Regions from separate parts of the Mus musculus genome. Here region 1 is linked to region 2. A link is a contact called in public HiChIP or PLAC-seq data. All regions are on one chromosome and are shown on one strand. Each heading gives the region's core, a stretch centred on a gene start, on an enhancer-like site or on the middle of the called end of the contact. The rest is flanking DNA. Distances are from core to core; before and after follow the strand shown. Region 1 overlaps Rasgrp3 (RAS, guanyl releasing protein 3). Region 2 has its middle 82 kb from the start of Gm31759.

What was found. HiChIP or PLAC-seq counts read pairs in DNA pulled down with a chosen protein or histone mark.
Region 1: a contact with region 2 is called in a FOXA1 HiChIP or PLAC-seq map of pancreatic cancer cells. The contact joins two enhancer-like sites. A contact is called at or near these places in 1 of 484 Hi-C or Micro-C datasets (bone marrow-derived macrophages) and 1 of 115 datasets of contacts at active chromatin or transcription factors (pancreatic cancer cells).

Annotation. Positions count from the first base shown.
Region 1 is chr17:75,501,051-75,506,785 of GRCm38.p6, forward strand. Rasgrp3 (RAS, guanyl releasing protein 3) reads left to right here. Exons shown (of 17, transcript NM_001166493.1): 9 at 2,064-2,339. Among named protein-coding and RNA genes, the nearest start is that of Fam98a, 48 kb to the right of the region's middle. Within about 2 kb of position 4,176, at least 22 of the 459 cell types and tissues checked have an H3K27ac peak or open chromatin away from gene starts, as enhancers often do. A contact at or near this core is called in pancreatic cancer cells, where this site is marked.
Region 2 is chr17:74,865,268-74,870,374 of GRCm38.p6, forward strand. No RefSeq gene overlaps it. Among named protein-coding and RNA genes, the nearest start is that of Gm31759, 82 kb to the right of the region's middle. Within about 2 kb of position 1,739, at least 75 of the 459 cell types and tissues checked have an H3K27ac peak or open chromatin away from gene starts, as enhancers often do. A contact at or near this core is called in pancreatic cancer cells, where this site is marked.

The DNA.
Region 1 (5,735 bases), core at 2,926-5,425, 640 kb after region 2:
TGGAACCCACATTGTGGAAAGAAAGAACTTATTCCCAACAGTTATCCTTATGGTATATCCATGCCGAGCCATGCACCGCCCCACCCCCAATAAATAAATAAATAGATAGATAAATAGATAAATAAATAAATAAATAAATATGCCCTAGCCAAAGATGACAATATTATAAATGTTACCAAATAGTTATGTGGTGCTTGCTATGTGATCGGCACTCCAATAAATGTGGAAGATACCGGCTGAGTAGAATAAATATCCAAAGCTTCTGAAATGAATTCATGGATACCTACTATAGTTACAACATTGCGGCACATGGGAGATGCAAAGGAAGAGAGAGTGGGAGGTCTTATATAGAAATATTCAGACTCATAACTGAGTTGCCACAAACAAAAGCATGTGCCTTTCAAATACAGTTCACTGGTATTAGTAATATAGTTGATTTTCTCTACTATATTAACTTGTAGACCAAATCAAATAATCATTTTGCTTACTGAGCAGAAAGGAACCTTTTCCCTTATACTAACACTTGGCAGTTGTGGGAGTAGGGTGTGTACTGCTTTAACCTTAAAGATGTTAAAAAAAAAAACTCAATTGGTTAAATAATAAAGTGGTGTATTGTCTGAGAACCATGGCAGTCCAGTGGCAGGCAGTCTCCAGGAGTGACCATACCAGAGCCTGGCTCTGTTGCTTAGCTTTCTCAATATCAGGGGTTTGTAGCTTTTCTTGTTCAATTTTTGTTTTTGGTTGTTTGACTTCTTGCTGTTATTAGCCTGCCTTCCCTCCTGATTTGGCTTTGGGGCACAACAGGACAAAAACTACTCTCCTTGAACGACTTCTCTCTGCCCTCATTAATTAGAGACCCTCTTCCTATACGTTTTTTGGCCATCTCAAGTCATATGACAGCCATCCTAGACCAATAGCAGCTATCTGAGAAACATAGTATACTGATTGGCTTCACCCTCTCTATTCCTAAGCTGTTTATAAACAAAACATGTGGAATTCACTTAAGCTTACTGCAGAGTCCATCCTAGGTGCTGGAGGTAGAAACAGCTCATGAGTCATATGAGATGCTATTGGAAAGGGAAGGTGATGGGGACAATTTATTAGAAAGTCTAGCTGTTGTTCACTAACCAGCCAAGAATATCTGCATAAACACAAGCGAATAAGCCAGATAAGTACCATTATTTGGCCTCAGGCTCTACCCTCACCTCAAGTATAATGGGACTCACTATGGGTTTTATTTTTTTCTTAAGTTTTATACTACATTTCAAATAAAAGGCAAAAAGAAAACTTAAGCTGTACAGAAAAAAAAAAGAGCTTAGGGGTTATACTATATCTCTGTAAATTATGTATTTGAGGGATGGAAAAATGGCTCAGCTGTTGATCTGCCAGAGGATGTAGATTTGATTCCTAGTAACTGAATGGTGGCTCTCAACTGTCTGTGGCTCAAGTACCAAGGATCTAACAGCCTCCTCTAATATCCCCAGGCACTAAACCAGGCAGGCATGTGCTGCACACACTCACTTGCAGACAGAGCACTCATATACATAAAGACACACACACACACACACACACACACACACACACACACACACACACACTCACACTCACCCTTTTAGTTAGTGGGAATTCCAAATGTCCAGCTCAGTTCAGCTTTCTCTACCTTGCACTGTCCCAGATTAACCTTCAAGTAACACTTGCAATGTAACTTTCTTGGAACCATGATGGTACTGTAAAAGGCTACATGCTTGCCTTTGTGAACTGTAATTTCTCATGACTCTCAGAATCCTAGGCATATGTGCTGCCATTTAGCAGCTCATAGGTGCGCAGAAATGTAAGATAGTTCTGTGTTGTTGCAAAGTGGAGCAGGCTGTCCCAGTGAGAGCCAGGCCCAGTGCAGTTTTCTGATTTTTTTTCCTCTTGGTTGATAGTTTCCTGCATCAACATTGGTACAGCTAATACTCCACCCCATAGCTGAGGAATTCCAAACCACATATTCCAGAATCTGGGAGTGGACAGGGGAGAAAGTTGCTGCTTGAAAATTCTACTTTTCCATCTCTTCCCAGAACTGGAATGAAATGACAGAGTTGGTCTCCTCCAATGGCAATTACTGCAATTACCGCAAAGCCTTTGCTGACTGTGATGGCTTCAAAATCCCCATCCTTGGCGTGCACTTGAAAGACTTGATAGCAGTCCATGTCATTTTCCCAGACTGGATGGAGGAGAACAAAGTGAACGTTGTGAAAATGCACCAGCTTTCTGTTACCCTGAGTGAACTGGTCTCCCTGCAGAATGCCTCTCACCACTTGGAACCTAACATGGATTTGATCAACCTACTCACTGTGAGTCCCAGGGGTCAATAGTATGCTATTTGCACTTTGTATCTTAATTTCCAGTGTCATCGAAAGATATGTTGTAACAATTCACTTTAGAGGGAGAATAATTTGAGGTCAGTCCATGGAGCCTAGGCCTAAGGAGCCTAGGACTAGGATGAGGCTCTCAAAGGATGAGGAAAACAGAAACTTACACCCACAAGGAGCATGATTTGAGACTGTAGCCTCTTGGCAAATACATTTTCCTTCTTTGGGAGAAGCCTAGTCTCTGCCTACATGAACCTCTTCCCTAAGAGCCACTTTAGCCCATTACTCTCCTTCAGCATACTTGGCCAACTAATCAGCTCTTTCCTTATGTCCTCAAGTCCTCTGCTTCTATTTTGATTGATAATTCAAAGACTCTGTCTTTATTTTATTTATTTATTTATTTATTTATTTATTTATTTATTTATTTATTTATTGGTTTTTCGAGATAGGGTTTCTCTGTGTAGCCCTGGCTGTCCTGGAACTCACTCTGTAGACCAGGCTAGCCTCGAACTCAGAAATCCGCCTGCCTCTGCTTCCCGAGTGCTGGGATTAAAGGCATGCGCCACCATGCCCAGCTCTGTCTTTATTCTTAATTTAAACTTTTTATTTCGTATTATATTTATGTGTGTGCATGGTAGGGGGAAGAAGAGGAAGAGAGAGAGAAGGAGGGGGAGGGAGAAAAAGAAGAAGGAGGAGCAGGGAGAGAGAGACTTGAGCATAACACAGCAATCATGTGCAGGTCAAAGGACAACGTCATGAGTTTGTTTTCTCTTCCTACCTGTATATAGATTCAAGGCTAAAACAGGTTGGTGTGTTTGTGGAAGGAGTTCCTTTTTCTGCTGAGTCGTCTTGCTGACTTCTTGCTTTTTTTGTTTTTGTTTACTTTTCTCTTGTTTTCATTTTTTTGTTGTTGTTGTTGTTTGTTTTAGACTGGGTCTTGTTTAGCTCAGGCTAGTCTTGAACTTGTGGCCCCTTGACCTCAATCTCCCAAGTGCTAGGGTTCTAGCCATGGGCCACCATGTGCTGCTTTTTAAAGAGTCTTTCCAGGGCATTCTTTGTTCTCTTCCAAAGCAGGAATGACTCTATTGTGCTTTATCCTGGGTTTTACATTCGCCTCAACTGCAGGAGGCTTTGCTCTGCGTTAGACTAACTATCTTTTTCTGTTCATGTGCTTTAGTTAGCACATGCCCAGCACCTTCCACAGTACCTGGCACAATTAAGAACTCAGGAGTCAGAGTGAATGCTCTGCTTAGGAGTGGTGAGTGTCAGACAAAAAGTCTGACATCCTTTTGTCAACTGCCACTCTATTTATTTATTTATTTATTTATTTATTTAGGCACTTGTAACAGATTGTTTGGGTGGTCTTCAGGTCTAGTGTTTAGACACAACAGGTGTATAAAAGATGACATCTTCCATGGTAACTTGGTTTTTGAGAAGGAAGGAACATAAACAAATTCTCTTATCCTTGCTTAAACAAGCAAAGGTACAATTTCCCCCTTTGGCTTCATAACAGCGCAGCATCTGAAACTCGGCTGCCGTTGATGAGCTGATGTTCTCTTTTGATGTCCATAGAAAATGAAAGCAATGACTCTTCTTAAGCTCTGGCAGCCTAAATTACTTAGGACTGCTGCGTTGGAATAGGAGCCTGGCTCCCAGACTTCACCCACTAACTGCAACTAAAGGATACACCCCTAAGTAGAATGGTAATATCAACTGTACTTTTAGTGTGACGTTGAAGTGGTCAAACCACAGATGTCTTGGGTTTGTGTGATTCAACAACGAACACAAAGATGTTCTCCAGTGGGGAACCACCTCACAATAACTCAAGCACCTGCATTGATTAATCATTTGCCATGTAAATATGTTTCCGTGAATCAGTGCCCAGGTTTCTAACCACAATCAGACTACAAACCACGAAACAGACAGATGATGTCTGAAGAGAAGAGCCAGTGTGGTCCGCAGTTTCAACTGTCTGCCTCCAGACTGTGCTTTTAACAGTTATGGTTATGAGTATAACTTTATAACACAGGTGCCTACATTTGGGCAATGTCTCCAACACCTAGAAGACAATGATAAAGCAGGGAAATTAAGTCAGTTTTAAGTGCATCAAGCAAGGGGAAGCTCTCGCCATGGTAGAATACTTGCCAGCATGCCCAAGACCCTGGCTCAGTCCCCAAACAAACAAACAAACAAACACAAAACCTACATGCACCAAGCTACATTATCAAGAAGATGTTTAGAAAAGTTCTGAAAAAAAATTTTAATGAAAGTTCAATGGTATAAACGGAAACCTGAATTTAAAAAATAAAAGCTAAGAAGCAGTTCTTTTTGGTTAGGAAAAGCAAATGAAAAAAAAAAAATAATGCCAGAGTATGCCCACCTCTTTTTTTTTAAGAGCACAGAGGGACAATGTAGAAGCTATTTAGCATCATATTTAAGTCTGCATAGCTCAGAGTGATAGCAAAAAATCGTAAGTGAGAAGTCTTGACCTCTGCCTTGAACCTGTGCTAGTCCATCTTAACTGTAGCTTTTTCTTCATGCTTCTGTGGTCATTCATGAGCTCTGCATTTCTACAACTCTAGAAATACAGGATGGCACAGCCATGAAAATAAGAAAACAGTTTTATGGCATTGGCCATGGCCCACCGACTCCCCTGGACAGCACAGACCTGCAGAGCAGTCACGACACCTAAGCCAGTTTCTTCGTATATCTAAGATCATCCTTGTCTCCCCACAATCAAGGAGGATGTCCATTACACGCAAAGGCACATTACGTTTTTTTCTGATGCCATGTGGAAGGCAATGTCCTCACCATGAGCCCTGAGGAAGCTTATGTGTCCACTAGAGTCTCGTGTCCACTCTATGAAGCACATGCGCGTTTGAATTAAGAACCACGTGACTGCAGCTGTCTGAGGCACAAGAGCGTGTCCACGAGCACAGCATTTAAGGGAGGAGTTCCTTTTTCTTCAGGTCAAGTGGCTGTGTTCTTTAGTGACCCATATATGCTTTAGCACGTTAAAAAAATAGAAAGTGAGAAAACTCAAGTTAATGAACAATCATTAAACACCTATTCTGTGCATCAGGCTGTCTGCCAATGCTGGAACTTTCCATGATCACTAGTTCTCCTGGCACCTTCCCCATCCATCTCCCTGGTAAATGCTCACATAGGCCCTGTAATAAATCCTGGGGGTTGGGGTGGGGAACAGAAAAATGCCATACCACCTCTGTCCCTTCCTTTCTCAAAAATAAAAGATGGAAGATTTATAAATGTCCCCAAAGTTTAAAAATGACCAACTCCTAGATACAAGGTTGGGGAACTCTCTCCCTTGGGTAAGAAATTACTCAGCATTTGTCACTATAACAAATACCCAGTATAAAT
Region 2 (5,107 bases), core at 489-2,988:
CCAAAACTTAGCTAGCAGCAGTCAGTCGCTGAATCAATATTACTGGCCAGCTGTCACGTCTCTCTCTGAGCCCTGTCAGCTCAGCTCTGGAAAGAGAAGAAATAGGCAGATCCCAAAACCCGAGTTTTCCCTGCTGCTTGGATAGGCTCTCCCAATAATTGGTTGATTTGCCTTCTCTCGTGAACAGTGGGACCACGTTGACAGTGTGCCTTTCTTTCTTTCTTTTTTTTTTTTTTTTTTTTTTTTTTTTTTTTTTTTTTTTTGGTTTTTTCAAGACAGGGTTTCTCTGTGTAGCCCTGGCTGTCCTGGAACTCACTCTGTAGACCAGGCTGGCCTCGAACTCAGAAATCCGCCTGCCTCTGCCTCCCGAGTGCTGGGATTGACAGTTTGCCTTTCTTCACTGAGTTCCCCAAGAAATTCTGTGAGGTCTTAGTTGATAATAGCCTATGATTTGTTAGGATTATTAATTAGTAAATTCCTTGTCAGCCTTTTCCCAGAGATGAAGCATATTTAACTAGGACCCTGAGTGAGTATAGACAAGTGGAAGTGAACTACAGAGCCCTGTAGACTACTCTGGCTCATTTAAGGGCGGAACACGTGGCCCTCTGTTATGTGAAGCTTCATCATGATAGCGAGGGACCCAAACGCTGAAGAAAATGATAGACTTTCCATGTCACTTTTGTTCCTATTGGGTGTGTTGTTAGTGCCACCCACTCAGAAACGTGGGACAATTGATGAGCATATGCTGCGGTCTACTACCTCCCAGACTCAGTTTGAGGACTGTGACGTACCCTCAGGTCTTGGTAGCTCGGGCTCTGCAGGACCTTATCCAGTTTATACCACTAGTTGTAGTTCTACCAGCTCAAAGCTGTACTTGAGCCCAATGAAAAGGGTTTGGTTTTTGTTTCCATTTTGTTTTTATAACATCCATGTCAACCTAAGTTGCTGTTTAGATAAGAACTCTCCTGGCCAAGAGTGAGGAATAAAATCTCCGAAGTGGATGCCACACACTTCCTGTCTGCCTGTTCATTCAGCAGGCCCTGAAGTGAGATGGCCAAGAGCCTTCATTCGGGTGGAGGGGCCCGTGCTGTGGCAATGCAGCTGGGTTTCTCACAGCACGCAGGAGAGCTTATAAATAGATAGACTTCAATCAACATGCTGCTTACTCAGGTATGCGCTCAAATATAGTAGCTGTATTCCTTAGACAGACGCTGCCACTAAACCCAGGACTATACTAATAAGAGCATAATCCTCGTGGGCTGCAGGTAGCCTTGGGCTCCGCCTTTCACAGCCAAGACCTAATAATAATTGTGGCTCGTTTGCTCTTCACCAGGAGAACGCAAAAGCTGAGCTGGCTCTTGAATTGTTTCCTCTGTGCTTTCAGTTAGCAGGAGTGGAGATGTGTGGCTTGCAGCAGAGGCCGTGTAAACCCTGGGCTGTGTGGCTGGGTGTACCTCTTGCTACTTGGCATGGTACACTTTCTCCTCCCCCTGGTTAACAACATCTGTGCCCATAGACTGTTTTAGTTTTTCCTTTGACCTTCGGACAAACAGCCGCTAATGCATTATGTGACTCCTTTTGCAGTATCAGAGTTTGGCTTTCTATGGGCAATTTTTATTCTATTTTATTTTATTTTGCCCCTTCCTTGGGCTTGGCTTTGTTCAGCCACACTGTCCTCCTCCCACGTTCTGCAGAGCTGGCTGTAATTAGTTCGCTTAACACAACACCAAAAAATTTCCCCTTGCCAGTGATGTCAGATCTGCCTTCCCTTTTATTATTCTGACTTATAAACTGCAGTGACCCGTGAGTCACCCTCGCCATCTCCTGGCCCTGTGCCCACATTGTGATCTATGAAAAGGGAGTCCTGCCAAGGGCTACAAGGCGGAAAACTGATATTATTATGGTCTTCTGAATGGTAACTCTGAGCCATTTTTTAATCTTTTGTGATGTTCTTGCCAGAAAGGGGGAGGGGATGGTAAATCATAGCAAAGTGAAGGAGCTAACCCACGCATGGCTAACTTTCTCCAGACAGGGGGCTCAAGTGGCTATCAGTATCTGTATAGAGTTAGTGCTGCTCACAGGCCAATGTGTGCTTTCAGGAGACTCAGAGACTCATAACCTCTCAGGCCTGTGTCTTCATCTATAGCCTTGTAGAGCAGGCATATAATAACATCAGCAGCCAAGAAGAGGCATCAGGGCTTTGGAAATGAAAATATGTAACAGAAAAACAGGGCAAGTAAGAAACCATTTGATGATAACCACTGGCACAATGCTAGCTGTAGACTCCTAGGGCTCCCCATGGTCTAGTGCTTGCAAAGCCCTGCTGTTCTCTGGGTTTCCATCTGTAGCGAGCTTTCCCTTGTTTCTGGGCTGAGGGTGAGGCTAAGGAAAGGGGCAGTGGAGAATGATGGACTATTTTATTTTATTTTATTTTATTTTATTTGTTAGGTAAAGGAAGAAAGGAGCCAAGTTAGAAAGATAAAGGGAAAAGGTGGTACGGATGGATGGCCGGAAGGAAGAAGAGACTAAGGATGGGGAAACAATCAGGAGGGGGGAGGCTGTGGGCAGGGACTGGAGAGGAGGGTATCAAAGCCTGGTATTGCATGAGCAGCAGTGCCATGGCAGGCCTCTTTAGTTGGTACAGCTAATGTATAACAGGTTTCTATAAGATGAAGTGGGCAGTTGACTGCCTGGATTAACTAGACTGAAAGCCCAGCTTTTATCCCTTCCTAGCTATGGCCACAGTCGAGCCCCCCAACCTCCCTGAGCCTCAGTCTCCTCAACTGCTGGCCAGCCAGAGTTATCAGAGGACTTAGGTGAAGTTTTCTGTGTGCAGATAAGACAAGTAACTCTTGGTGTCATCGAAACGGGCATTGCTGATGATCTGTCAGTTCTCAGGGGCCGTGAAGTCCCTGGATGAGGGCGACCTGCAGCGTGGCTCCAGTTTCTATAATCCCTGGTGTGTTTTGGGGGTGCAGGGGGGCGGTCATAGCCCTGTATTTTGAGAAACGATGGTGCAGAATATCTCAGTTGTCTGTGGAGCTTCAACGCTACTTATTGAAATCGTCGGCCTCTAGGAAGTCTGGTGCCAGGGCTGATAAAGCAGTCTCAGTAATTCTACAGCTGCTTGGCCAGAGACAGGCTTATGTCTCAGCAGTGCCTCCCCCTTTCCCCTTCTTCCTCTCTTCCCCCCACCGCTCCTCCTCCTCTTCCTCTTTCCTCCTCCTCTCTCTTTCTCCCTCTCCCCTTCCTTCTCCTCCTCTCTGATCCCCTCCCCTCCCCTCCCACTCTTTCTAAAGCTTCTCCCTAACAAGACCCCCCCCCATTTTTATATCTTGTTTGTTTTAACAACCCACTGAACTTAATTAGGGATATTTGCAGTCACGTGGGTGTGAGGTTATTTACTGAAGTGTGGGTAACTTACCAGTGCTTGTGTCATGAAGAAAATGACTTCCAGTCTGTCATTCAGCAGCCGTTAGCTGTCAGTAGCTCCCCAGAGAGGGTGGGGCCTCTGAGCCCCTCCATTATACCATGCTGGTGGTTGGCAGAGACAGTTGTTTAAAAGATTGGCCTACATTCAAGTTAGAAGTTGTTTAAAGACGTGACAAGGAGCCAGGTGTGGTGGCCCGTTCCCATAATCCCAGCTGTTGGGAGGCTGACTGAAGCAGGGGGATTAGACATTTGAGGTCAGCCTGGGCTACCTGGGGGAGATGGTTAGCGCCAGAGAGAGGGTGAGGTGTTTGTGTGTGCCTGGCATTTATAAGCCAATAAAAAGAAAGAAAACCAAACAACCCAACTAAAGAATTGAGCATTGTGCTAAAGGGAATAGCCAAATATAAATACAAAACAAGTGCTAAGACTCAACTTGAGTCATGAAATTAAAATCAGAGATGAGCACAGACTCTATCAGTGGCTAATGGTTAAGTGGCAGTACCTACTACGTGCTCCTGAGAGAGGAAAGTGACTGCCGGGAATGACAGCTTTATATAAGCACTCTTCCTAGAAACCCTGCCGATCTTTTGAAGCTGTGCATACCCTACAGCCCACCAACTTTGCTCTAGATGCACACAGTGCAAATCTGTCCATGTGTGGACCGTAGCTCTCACAGAGGCTTGTCTGCAGCAGCATTGTTCATCAGAGGCCCCGGGTAGAAGCCCTTCACCCGTCTACCAGAGGTAGACTTGGACCAGGCGTGCAGTCCAACAGTCTGCGTCGATGATAATGAATTCCCTACAGCCACAGCAGCATCGGTGGATTTCTTAACACCCTGTATGCATGCTTTCTTTCCCCCTGTGGACATAATAGAAGCTCAAAGAGCAGTGGAATTAAGCTACGTTATTCACTGCCTCGTGCTTGGTGTTAAGTCAGTAAAAAAGGAGAGGTAGTGATTACCTCAGGGTGAGTGAAACTGGTTGCTCTTGTGGGTTCAGGTGGGTGTTGGCTGGGAGGTACATAAAGGGCTCTGGGGAGTAGCAAAGTCACCTTCATTAACTGGGGTGGCGGTTAATGTGGTTCTTGTGCCATGAGTCATTGAGCTGAGTGGTTTTGTTCTGTGCCTTGTTCCAAATGTGTATTGTATTCACAGTGGAAAACTCCAAACGTGAGCAGCAGCGTGGCCGCACTCAGTATGATCTCTGGAGTGTGGTTCACACAGCCCCAACTCCACCCCTGTCTGTCCGTCCGTCTGCCTGCCTGCCTGCCTATTTCTCTGTCTCTCTAAATCTGTCTGCCCCCACCCTCTCATTAAGAGAAAGTATATGGCTTTTCGAAGTGAGATTTGACAATAGAAACCCAAAGTGAACTGCATATAACTAATCTCTCCATTCACCCCGACCACCAAACCTCTCCTCAAAGAGTTTAACATTGCACAACTCTAAGTTGCTAACTCCCTGGCATAACTTGTATTGTTTGACACTGTACTCTAGACTCTTCCCTTCTTTGATGTCTTTCAGCCCAGAGCCTATGCCTTTCCACATTGGTGTCTGGGGAAACGCTGGGGGCTAACCTAAGGGAGGCTGGGCCTTACTCACTGACTGAGCATGCTCATCTTAGTGGCTGGAGCCAGCTTCTCACATTTCTTGAAAAGTGTGGTGTTGACATGTTTAAT